Regions from separate parts of the Mus musculus genome. Here region 1 is linked to region 2. Evidence: chromatin contacts called from public HiChIP or PLAC-seq data. All regions are on one chromosome and are shown on one strand. The core of a region is the stretch at or near the end of the contact, and the rest is flanking DNA. Distances in the headings are between cores, read along the strand shown.

Region 1 (5,691 bases), core at 2,174-4,673, 230 kb after region 2:
GACACCGGACCCATTGATGACAGATGTCAATAGACATCTCTCAAGAGGAGATATACAAACACTTGACATGTTTATGAAAGAAACTCGGCATTACTTGTCATCAGTAATGCAAATGTAAAGAACCTCACTTCAGGAAAAATGGTTCTAGGAACAACAAAAGGCAGCTGTGTTGATGAGGAAAACGAGGGAGAAGAAACGCTTGATACCATCATGGGGACTGGAAACCACAGTATGGAGGCACCTCAAAAAATTAAAGGTAGAATTTCTACCCAATCTTATTGGCACTACCACCCTACTTGGCAAATATTCAAGGGATCCAAGTCAGTAGTTGAAGAAACTGTATCCTCTGCATCCTACAGCATTACCCATCACATCCAAGACAGAGGATCTATGTCACATGGTGCCCACTTTTACTGACTATAACAATTCTTCCTGGATCTCAAAAGTAAGATTATCTCCAACTCAACGAGTTTTCTATGATAAATACTGACTGTTGTAACTGACTCCTTGAAAGCCAAAAAGTATTTTTTTGTCTTAATAGAATAAAACATTGAGATGGATTACTGGTCAACTATGAATTAACAATTACTATTGTTTAGTCAACGCACACTATTGTTCTGGCTCCACCTCCCTGCCCCTGTTGGCCCCTATCGAGAGCTGGTGGATCTCTCGAGGGGACGTGGTACAGGAATGGCCGGGGGCAGAAGAGACCTCAGGCAGAGATGAGCCTGCTGAGAACAGACTCTTGGGAGACTGTTTCATTGAGATAGCTAAGCTAGATGGGGGTGAGTATGAAAGGTACTTAGACCTTTGAGGGGTGAGTAGGGGCTTTGGAGATGAGTGTACATCATTGGCTGGGCCCAGGATGGTGGGGGTGGCTCATTTGCATAAGGAGGCTATCCAGGTGCTACATGACATGATCCTTTGATGGGAAAGGAAGGATAACCTGTCTACTAGGCTATGTGACTTCCTCTGGGGGTAAAGGTAGGGGTGCTGGGCTACCTGTGCTGGGTTATACAGGCCTAGGGTGAGAAGGGAGTAATCCTACTTCTGCCAATCTCAGCATGAGATTTCTGGGGTTTGGACATGCTTCAACCCACTCTTGCTCTGGGCAAGCACCCTATAGCTCCACTGCTGCCTGGCCCCACAGCACCCCTCATGGTACCTGACATTTTCATCATACCTCTTAGAGTCTAGGCAGTTCAATAATAGTGGCCAGTGTGATTGCCTACTGAAGTATTGGGAAACAAACAGGAAATCTCACAGCACAGGGGATGTTCATCCATCCAGCAGGCAAAAACAAGATAATGGAACCCAGGTCTAGACTCCTCTAATATTACTAAATCAAGGCAAATTATTTATTGTCTTCTGCCTAGGAAGCTCCCAGGGCATGAAATATTGATTTAGGTGTTTGCTAGGCATGGATGACTGTGTTGCTCTTCTTAATATATGATGAATTGTTTCTATGTGTGCCATTATGAGGCTGAAAAGCAAATTAACCAGGGTTATTTAATAAACATGAAATATAAACACTAAGCCCTATGCCCAGTTACTAGTGAGGGGTCATGAAAGTGCACAGGGTGTACTGCTCAAACGCTGGTGTAGCTGCAGGCTTCCGTTATCTACTGCAGACATGGATTTTGCTGCATTCCATAAGACCTGCTTCATCTAATCTGTGAGTGGGATGGGGCGAGTCTGTGTGTTCTTCATAGTTAACTTGGGGAATCTCAAAGCCAGGAAGCTGAAGGCTCTGGGTACCCGAGGAGAACTCCTACTGGCTGTAAGAGTTTGTAATGTGAAGAGAACCCTGGTCCACTGGAGTTGAAGACCAGTTTGGGGACACGGTGAAGGACCGGGGATGGGGGTGGGGGGTGGGGGGTGGGGGCACAGAGGAAGCAGTGTGCACTTGTTTCTCGGCTGAGAATCTTTGCTTTGTGCTTTCCAAACCTTCATACAATTCTCAGTATAGCGTGAGACCACTCATTAATGCCTGGCATTTGCATGTGCTCAATTTTTACTATTTCCTGTGGAAGACTCAGCAGAGAAACGCCTGTGAGCCCACTTCACTGCGAATGGAGACAACATTAGTGTAGTTAATAGCTGGAGATAGTCCCTGAAGATACACTTCATGATCCTGCCTCCAACTATGCCTCAGAGGGTGGCTCAATGGATTTTTTTGTCTGGTTTTATGACAAAAATAATTCTGTCTTTGGTTTACCTAAATCAGTCTGTTAGATTTGCAACCCAACTAGGCTGTCTACTGTGTATTTCCTCCAAGTTGACTCAGTTTACATGACCCTCTTCATGGCCACTGACATTGAATAAGGTGCTTTCGTGGGACATAATCAATGTATATTGAATGTAGGAGTGTAAGTAGATCAGAACTCCCAGATCCATAATTTAGGACCAAACCATCCCCAGCAACTCAAACTCAGTTTAAGTTGACATAGGAGCAACTCTGGTAGGAAATGGAGGATACCCCGGGGGATCTTATGGATGCACTAAATTGCCATAAAAACTGTCAGGAGCCACTAGAGATTTAGATAGGAGGACCTGTGTTCTTTGCACCATAACCAGCTGTGTCACCTGCTCAGTTTCTGAACACCAGTCTGTTTTGATTTTGAATCTTTCAGTGCTGAAAATCGATGACTGGAGGGAAAAGTTCTAAATTGAACCGCACCCCCAGCAAGCCAAGCACTCTTCTTTCTGTACAAGGTAAGGGGAAAGTATTTATTTTCCAGCTCAAAGGAGCTGTTTACTTAAGAATTAAGGATGCAGACGTTACTTGTTGATCAGAACTTCTCCCCATACCTTGGGTTCAATTGTTCGAGGACAGGAACCTGCGAAATCATGACTCAAGGGTGTTCTTTTCGTCAACAGATGCACAAAGGGAGTCCCCCTTCAAAAGGAAAAGTGTAAACTTTTACACCCTATCATATTTGGATTTTGGGTGTGATCTTCGGTGGAACACTTGGCACCTGCACAGTGGCCTTAAAGTTCCCTCAGCTTAGCTAGCTCTCTTGTGGCTCCAAAGCAAAAGCTCTGCCTTCAGTCAGTCCCACCTCTCAGTACTTCAATTCTATGGCTACTTTAGAAGGTGTGGCAAAAGCACCTGCTCCGGAGCTTCCCTTGAACCTCCCTCCAACTCTCATTTTAAGGGAGTTGCTAGGCCAGTTTCCTATCTATTCCAAGTGTGCTTTATGAGATCCGGTTTCAATTCCCCTGTGGTAGCTCCCAGATCCCGTTACAATTCCCGGAGCTCCTTGTACATGTGAGGGAGAAAGAGAACCAAGTGCGGGCAACAAGCTACCCAAGGTCTAGTTACTGGGGCAACCCCGGGCTCGGTGCAACGCCTCGGTGCGCTCTGTGGTCCGCGAGCGCCGCGGCCCCTTTAAGAGCCGGGCCCAGGCTGGCCCGCGGGCCGAGGGAGCCCAGAGCGCCGCGCGCGTCGGAGGAGTTGGGAGCCGGCGCAAAAGTTTCCTCCCAACTCTGGCCCCGCGCGCCGCCGCCGCCGCCCACTCCAGCCCGGGGCCTGGGGCCGGCCCTGCCACGGTCGCTAGGGCCACCGCCAGAGGCAGGGCCGGGCCGGGCCGCACCCGCAGTTTCACTTTGGCGCGTGGAGCCTCCGCTTGCGCCCGGCCGACCCTCCGCGTCCCCGCGTCTCCGAGCCCGCGTTCCCGCCCTCGGCCTCCCGTGGGGCTGCAGGGGAGCAGCTGTGGGTCCCGGTCCCGGAGGCACGCGTGGGACAGCGTCGTGTCCGCCCCACGTCCCCCGACGGAGGGGCTGTGCCTGGGGGCCAGGCACCTGTTCGGCCCAGCCCCGCGCGGGAGCCCAGGGCCAGGATGAAAGTGACAGTGTGCTTCGGGAGGACGGGCATCGTGGTGCCCTGCAAGGACGGCCAGCTCCGGGTCCGCGAGCTCACCCAGCAGGCGCTGCAGCGGTACCTGAAGACCCGGGACCAGGTGAGGGGCGCCGCAGGGGGCGAGCATGGGGCGCGACCACCGCGGGGCTCACTTAGTAAGTGTCCTAGGCCACGCACCTGCCCGTTGCCTTGGACCAGGTGGCGCTTTTTCTGGGGCTCAGATCACCCCCAGCGGCTGGTGAGCGCTGCCTGCAGCCACAACTTTTGCAGGCTGCTAATTTAAGGGACCCAATTAGCCCTGTCTTGCTATCCAGAGGCTGGAGAAGAAATGGCGGCATCCCACTCACTTGAGGGGTCCTTACAACTCCGCCATCTGGGGCCTACTCCCAAGTCCACACACCCAGTCTGTTCTGTAAGACAGCCCCAGGTGTTTGAGTAGGGGTCCAGAACCTACTTGTGGGGACACTGTGATGTTACCCTGTGCTGCTCACCTGAAGTGTGATTTCTGACCAAGTCCCGCCTTAAGGAGGCTCCTTGGAGTTTGAGCATTGATTGGCTCAAGAAACACCTCCAAAGTTATAGCTATTGGTGCTTTGAGAGTTCTCAGCTTGATGGGAGGTCTCCCAGTGACCTGGGCAGGAGGTGCTCCAGTGGGGATGCTGCCCTTATGCCAGCTACTGCACTGGGGTGTATTCAGCGAATGCCACAGTTTCTATGAGTCATAGCTAATGAGAATGGTTGTAGTGGGTTCTGGGTTACTCCCAAAGTAAGGCTGACCCACTGTTCTGCTGCTCAAGTTAGGAATAAGTAGCAGCCAAAAGCCAGCACACAAGTGGCAGGACTCCAGCACTCTGGTCAGGCATCTGGGTGACTTGTGAGAGTTCTGGTTTCCTCTATGGAACCTCTAAATGAACTCTCTAAAAAGCACCTTTAAAATTGTTTCAGTTCGTCCATGGCCTGTTTCGGATGCTTCAACGACCTCGCGAACAGATAAGCCACAAACTCTTGTTTTAGTAGACAAACTCCTGTTTTAGTCCTTTTAATATTTGTTCGCATAATGCTCGTTGTAAACTATAGTCCAATCTTGAGATGAAAAACTGTAATTTTAATGTCATATATGTTATCCAAAGTATAGAAATCACTTTTCTTTTTCCAAGTACATAGTTTCAAATTTTTAAATTACATATATTCATTTAATATGTGTATGGAGGGTACATGTATACTACTGTACATATGTGGAGGGCAGAGAACTACTTGCCCAGGTTGGTGCCATGTGGATGGAGATCAACATAGCTCTTCAGGCTTGGTGCCAGGAACCATTACCCACTGAGCCGTTTTGCCACCCCCACGTATTTAGTTTAGAGATCTAAGGCATACCTGTTCTTCCTATACTCCACCTAAGAATTAGTGCACAGAGGGAGACTTTTGATGGGTACATGCATATTTTACTTTGAACAGTCGAGAACTGGAGGTTAGAGAGATGGCTCAGCAGTTGAGAGTACAGATGTTCATGTAGAGGACCAGCACCCACATCTGGTAGATCCAACACGTGTGCATTTGTGTGTGTGCACCCCCACACTTCAAAAAAAAAAAGGGAATGGGAAGAGGTAGAGTGAAAGTCCTAAGGAATTACACATACTCTTTAGATTGTATTCTTCACAACAGAGTTAAAGGAGGGGAAAGATTTAAGATGCGTATAAATCGAGGTATCAATCTAACCCAATGAGGGTTTTGCTTAGATTTGGTTTTTGCTATTGCTACATTGGTGTACTGTTTATTTCATATGATTCCATTAAAAATTGGGATTTGACCAAGTAAACAGTTATCTT
Region 2 (6,079 bases), core at 1,615-4,114:
TTAATAAGGTTGGTCCAATGTTACATTTTTAAAATGCTTAAATATTTATGGAGTTCAGTTTTCTTTTTGGAACCATTACTAGTTTTATTTATTTAGTTTTAGGTCTAAACACTAAACTTTGGCTTTCAAGTCCTAGATGGCAAAACCAACCGGAGCCCTGTATAGTCAAGTAATAGCTCACTTGCCTGAGTGTGGGCATGACCAAAGTGAGCTTCCTAATGGGTGCAACTAACGGGTGTGGAGACACATGCTGTTCCCACCATATGGACAGCCCACTGTTATATAAGCCCCTCCCCTTCCCCCACTGCCATGCTGTTTAAAGTTTACCAGATCCCATGCATGCAGAGGGCATTGCTAAAACTCTGTGCACTGATATAAACTCTTTAAATACATTCAAGCACCTTCTATACACTAGACATTATAGGGGTCTCAAAGAGATATTTAATATCATTGTACCCTTCCCATTTGCCCTTCCTTCCTTCCTTCTTTCCTTTCTTTCTTTCCTTCTCTCTTTCTTACTTTCTTTCTGAGACAGGACCTGATCTAGCTTTCCAGACACATGTCACCTCACTTTGCTGTGTCACCTTTATCTTTAAGACACATCTGAAGCTTCCTTGAGAGGTTAGTGTAAGGGCAGATGTCATTCCTTATTGAAGTTCATTTACCCGACCCAAAGTTCTATAGGTAGCTTTTTAAGTGTAAATATTTCAAGCTTGTTTCCACAGGTTTTTTTTTTTTTTTTTAAATTTAATGCTCAATGAATCTATGAAGGAAGGAATCTGAGGTGATGATAATTTAGTGCTATGCTACAGCATGTTTCAGGAGGGCAAATGTCTGGATACACCATCTTACGTCACCCATACAACTGCGGGGCAAGAACAGAGCTAGTAATAATGTCTCCACTTTAAAGATAAAGATGTAAGACTACAAGAGTCTCCAGAGAGGCAGTTGTCAGACCTTACTTGGGCATCCGAGCTTAACAAGTCACCCTCACATTTCTGCCCCAGGTCTCAGAATTTTAAACTGGAGACAGACAGAATGGTTACAATTAGCAAGTTGGCTAATTCGGCAGTGAGTGTAAATGAGAGTTATAGATAAATGACATTTAGTGACATTAATTAACTGATTAAATTAAACCTGATATTTTAATCAGAATTTGTTTGTGCAAAGTGTTAGATAAAATGAAATGTGTTTTAACCTAGTTACTTAAAAAAAAAATTCCAGTTACCATAACAACTTCATGTGATTTCAATTAAAGGTGGTCTTTCCTTCATATTATTTTTAGAACTTGAGTTGCCATAACAACCAGATGCAGGGTATTTGATCAGTTAAATCATTCCCAAAGAGTTAAGAAAATATGGTGTCTTTTAGAAACAATCACAATATGATAAGTGGAGCATCAGGAGTAAATGCCCAAATGGTGAGGCAGACTCTATTTTTCAAGGAGCCCACATGTGAAGTAAAAGGCCAATGAATCTTCCTTTGTATGCTAGGCTCATGATGTTTCTCAGTTTCAGAAATCAAAATGAGATTATTTATCAATTGGAGGAAAGTGGAGATGTCAGTTTCTGGGGTAATATGAATTGTCAGGGCCACAAAGAGAAATGATGTAAATGATAAATTCACTTTCACAGTATTTGGGGGAATTTTCTAAAAACAATGTTTCTAAGCTGGGGGTCAGGGTGGAGAAGGGGATTTGGTTTTATACAATTTATAACACAGGAAAATGGTTGGTAATTTCTTCCCTGTTCCCCTCCCCATGGAGAATTATTAAAGGGGTCTGCTCCTGTCAAAAAAGAATCTGATTCCAACAACCTCAAGAGCCAGCAGATCCCAAACACACTGTATTAGAAAACTGAGCCACAGGCCTGGGACGACTGGTCAGTGGGTAAAGTGTTTGCTGCTCATCTAGAAGACCATCCATCCCTAGTACCACCTAGGAGCCAGCTTGCCACATCTCTCATCCCAGACCTAGGGGTACTGGTCAGAGGTGAATCCACAGGTTTGCTGGACAGCCAGGCTAGCCCCAAGAGAAGCTCTGGTTGAATGAGAGGCCCTGTCTCTAAAAATAAGATGGAAAGTGATAGAGGAACACACTCAAGGTAGATCTTGGGCCTCTACATTTCCCAGAACACGCATGCACATGCATGTACTTTTTAGGAGAGGACGGAAGAGTGACAGTATACACACACCACACACACATACACACATACACACTGCACACCACACACACACACACACACACACACACACACACACACACACATGTATACACTCTTTAGGAGAGGATAGAAGGGTAAAGGTATACATACACCACACATGTGCACATACACACACATGTTAACATACAAACTCACACATGTACAAGCATGTACTTTTTAGGATAGAATGGAAGGGCAAAGACATATGGAAAGAAGAGGTGGGAGATGGGTAGGAAAAACCTTCTCCTAGGTACCCATGCTTCTCTGGTAAGTTGGTAAGAAGGAAGTAGGTATAAGTTAAAAGTGCTCATGGCTATCTGCTTCCAATCACGTGACAATATTTCAGACATGCTGATTCCAAATGAGCAAGAACGTATGGTCCAGAAAAAAATCCTCCATTTTTGGAATCCAAGTCCTCACCTGTCTGAGGTCAATTGGCCCTTCTAGGCAGAAGTCTCACATTAGTTCATGGGCTACTGTCTACAGTGAACAGGAGATACATCTGGCTGCTCTGAAGGGTGGGTCAGGCTGCCCACTAAGTGACAAATAAAGATGGCCTCTGCCTGGGATCGCTGTCAGCCCATAAAATGCAACAGAGAGCCATGATCTTGCCCACAGCCTGGCCGCAGAAGCAGGAGATGAATTGTAGGAGTGTCTGCCGTCGATTCTGGGTTTAATTATAGACCGCTCGCTTAATGAGGTTTGCAGGAGGAGGAGGAGGTGGGGGATCGGTGTGTGCTGGTGTGGCTGGGGGTTATTTAATTAAAAAACAATAAAGCTGCCAGCTGCCACTGGTTAACGATCTGGAACCCACCTTTTCTTCCTCCTAGAAGAGAGCCCAGCACAGAGAGTCCTGGCTAACTGATCGGTACTATGCTAAGGTTTCCTTAGTGCCCTGACTTAAGGCACCTTTTTCCAGCCCAGGCTCTCTGTGACTGCTCTACACAGGGTGAACAGTTGATCCTAGAATTAAAGAAGAACCACAAGGCCCATTACAAAAGGCGAACCAACCTTCCCATTTGCCCCTTCCTCCAGCGGCTTGTTTGGGGATTGAAAACAAAACAAATCAACGACCTTTCTTTGGAAATGGTCGGAGGCAAGAGCTGGATTGGATTGACAGATTTGTAAAAGGTGGCTTTCCATCTCCCTTCCACACCCTGCCAGCCTAGGGACATAAAGAAGGAGGACCTCCTAGGCTGCATAGAGCAGGGTGGGCGTCTGGTGTCAGAATGGCTGCCAGCCCTGAGTTTTCAAGGCCTGCTTGCTTTCAATAATCACCTAGATAAATTGTTTTGTTTTGTATTTAAAAAAAAAAAAACATATAGCTTCTTTGGGGATTATAAATAAATTAGCTTTTGTATCTATGATTTTAAAATGTCTATGAGGAGATTGTTAAGATTAGAGAAAGGCCATCTCCATGAGGAACTCTTGCCTTTTGACATAGTTCCACATTGTCTACCAAGGACCAAAGCAGGCCTAGGACCCCCTTTTCAAACACCTGAGACGCAGCAAGGGGACACAGACTCAGAGTGTCTGGAGGGCACTGATGAGTTGTGGTATTAGCCGCTGTTGACCCATAGTCATGGGTCTTGAACCAAGAAGTCTTCCCTTGCTGCTTAATAAGGTTCACATACAATCTTCAAGAGAAGCTTTAGCCTGGGCCTGTCTGAGGCTTATGAAAATTGCTATTCTGGGAAACTCCTCAGGCAAGACAGGACATTGGTCACCCCATCTGAAGTACTTGGTTTATACTCTTTGTACCTCTCTTGGACAGTTCAGCGAAAACCACCCCTATCTAGACTTACCATTAATTAGTTAGGAGTAACACATCTTGGGATTCTCTGAATACAGCTTAGCACTGTGTCCTCAATTTACCCTTCCAGAGCACCTAAGAACCAGCTGAACAGTAGGCTATTCTCTCTCAGCCTCCAGTCATTTTGTGCCCTGCGTAATAGTATCAGATGTCTGAAAGCCCCTGTTCTGCAAATTAAGATTCTCCCTTGACTTTCGCAGGCCCTTTTAAGTCCACCAATTGGACTGGCCTGTGATTAAATCATCTTTGTAATTACATCTTATTTGCATTTCTAATGTACAATTTGCATGTCAATGGCTTATGCCTAAATCAGATTGGCTCATTTTGTCCATATTATCTGGAGGTGGGGGTGAGGCAGGAGTGGGGGACTGACTTCTTGTTCTGACCTTGTCATTTATGTGTGTGGTTTTCTTTTCTGAAGGATGGAGATGGTGTGCTGGGTTTGAATTGTGTCCTTTGAAAATTATTCAGTGAGGCCTTAACCTCCAGTACCCCAGAATACCTTCCAAATAAGGTAGCCTTCTTTGGAAATAAGTTAATTGAAAACACAATTGGTTAAGTTAGGATCAGGCTATGCTCTTCCGACTCAAATTCATCATCTTGAATGAAGGTGCATACCTAGCTCAAAGTGGCAGCGTCCTTATGAAAAAGGAACTCTGAAGATGGATACACGTACAGAGGGAATGCCTGGGAAGACTTGGGTCAATAAGTCAAAAACCTATCAAAAGATTGTCCCCAGTGGCAGTGAGAAAGAAATCACAATGGAAGATCATTCTCTAATACCCACAAAGGCAGTATGGCTGTCCTGAAACCTTGAACTTGGATTTTCAGTTTTCACATTGAGACTTCTATAAATAATAGAAATAATTTCCGTTAGCAATTCTGTTTGCAATATTATTATATAATAACATTATATATTAACTATATATTAATTACATAGTAACATTAATTACATAATAATAACAGCACTTGTTGGGAGCATGAAGGTCCTTGTGCCCACAGATCTCCAGGAAACCCAGGAATATTAAGCACATAGGAATCTTCTTTCAAAGGGAAAATATATAACCTGTTTTTCCAGAAAGCTGGGAGTCAGATGTGATTAATAGCCTGGTGATCTGTGTTATCTGTTGGGCCAGGCCATATCAAGCTCCTACAACCAGGACCAGAGGTGGTGGCTAGTAATCTTAATGACCCTTACAGCCAGGGTCTCCCCCAAATTCCCACCACCAAGACTGGAGATACATAACTGTTGAAATGACTCTTATATTATCTGTATAGCCAGAGATTTCTCTAATCTCCCAAAACCAGGAGCACAAATGGCTAATAGCCCAAATGACATCTATGCTACCTATATGGTCAGATCCTTCCCTGGACCCTTAGGCTAGTACAGGAAGCATATTTCTAGAACCCATCTTCATGGAAGAAATGACATGGACCGTGAGTTGGGCTTGAGTAATCCCACCTCCTTGGGCCCAGAGGATTGTATTACACCAGGAAACTTTTTTTTTTCCAAAATTGTACTGTGTCTTAAATATGCTTACAATAAACCACCTGATATCAGACTCCTTAGAAGTCTCCATCCAGGCTGAGGAAGTACCTGACCTGAGTTTTCATTCTCTTCATTCATCTCTTCTTTACAGTTTGCTTCCCTGCCTGACATCTGCAAAGACCCTCTCAAACACTGACTTCAGAAGACTTTCCTGATGAATAAACAAGAAGTTTTTTTTTCCTTCTTCTGTAGATGTGAAAGTATCTGTAGGTACTTAGGAATCATTAATGAATAATAGGAAAAACAGTAGAGGGATCAGTGGGTTGCCAGAAAAGTTTCAAGCCCAGAATAACTGAATATGATGGCTAGTCCTGATTGACAGCTAGACTGGAGACTTCTAAAGCACACTGGATAAGTCTCTGAGGGTGATTTCAGACAGCACTAACCAAAGGACAAAGACATGTCCTATTGTAAGTGGCACAGTCATCTCGTCAGCTAGAACACAAGAAGAAATGAAAACGCTCTCAGCCATCCCTGCTTCCCCCTCGCCCATCTCCTGTTTCTCCTTTCTTTAGA

What was found. HiChIP or PLAC-seq counts read pairs in DNA pulled down with a chosen protein or histone mark.
Region 1: a contact with region 2 is called in an H3K4me3 HiChIP or PLAC-seq map of embryonic limb bud, with 3 times the contacts expected there. The contact joins the promoter of Pard3b here to the enhancer-like site in region 2. A contact is called at or near these places in 8 of 39 promoter capture datasets (the 3T3-L1 cell line, the HPC-7 cell line, cranial neural crest and 5 more), 4 of 484 Hi-C or Micro-C datasets (the AML12 cell line, embryonic stem cells and nephron progenitors) and 1 of 115 datasets of contacts at active chromatin or transcription factors (embryonic limb bud).

The regions. Positions count from the first base shown.
Region 1 is chr1:61,635,401-61,641,091 of GRCm38.p6, forward strand. It overlaps Pard3b (par-3 family cell polarity regulator beta), which reads left to right and starts at 3,424. Exons shown (of 23, transcript NM_001081050.2): 1 at 3,424-3,962. The coding sequence starts at 3,843.
Region 2 is chr1:61,404,452-61,410,530 of GRCm38.p6, forward strand. No RefSeq gene overlaps it. Among named protein-coding and RNA genes, the nearest start is that of 9530026F06Rik, 29 kb to the left of the region's middle. Within about 2 kb of position 2,865, at least 9 of the 459 cell types and tissues checked have an H3K27ac peak or open chromatin away from gene starts, as enhancers often do. A contact at or near this core is called in embryonic limb bud, where this site is marked.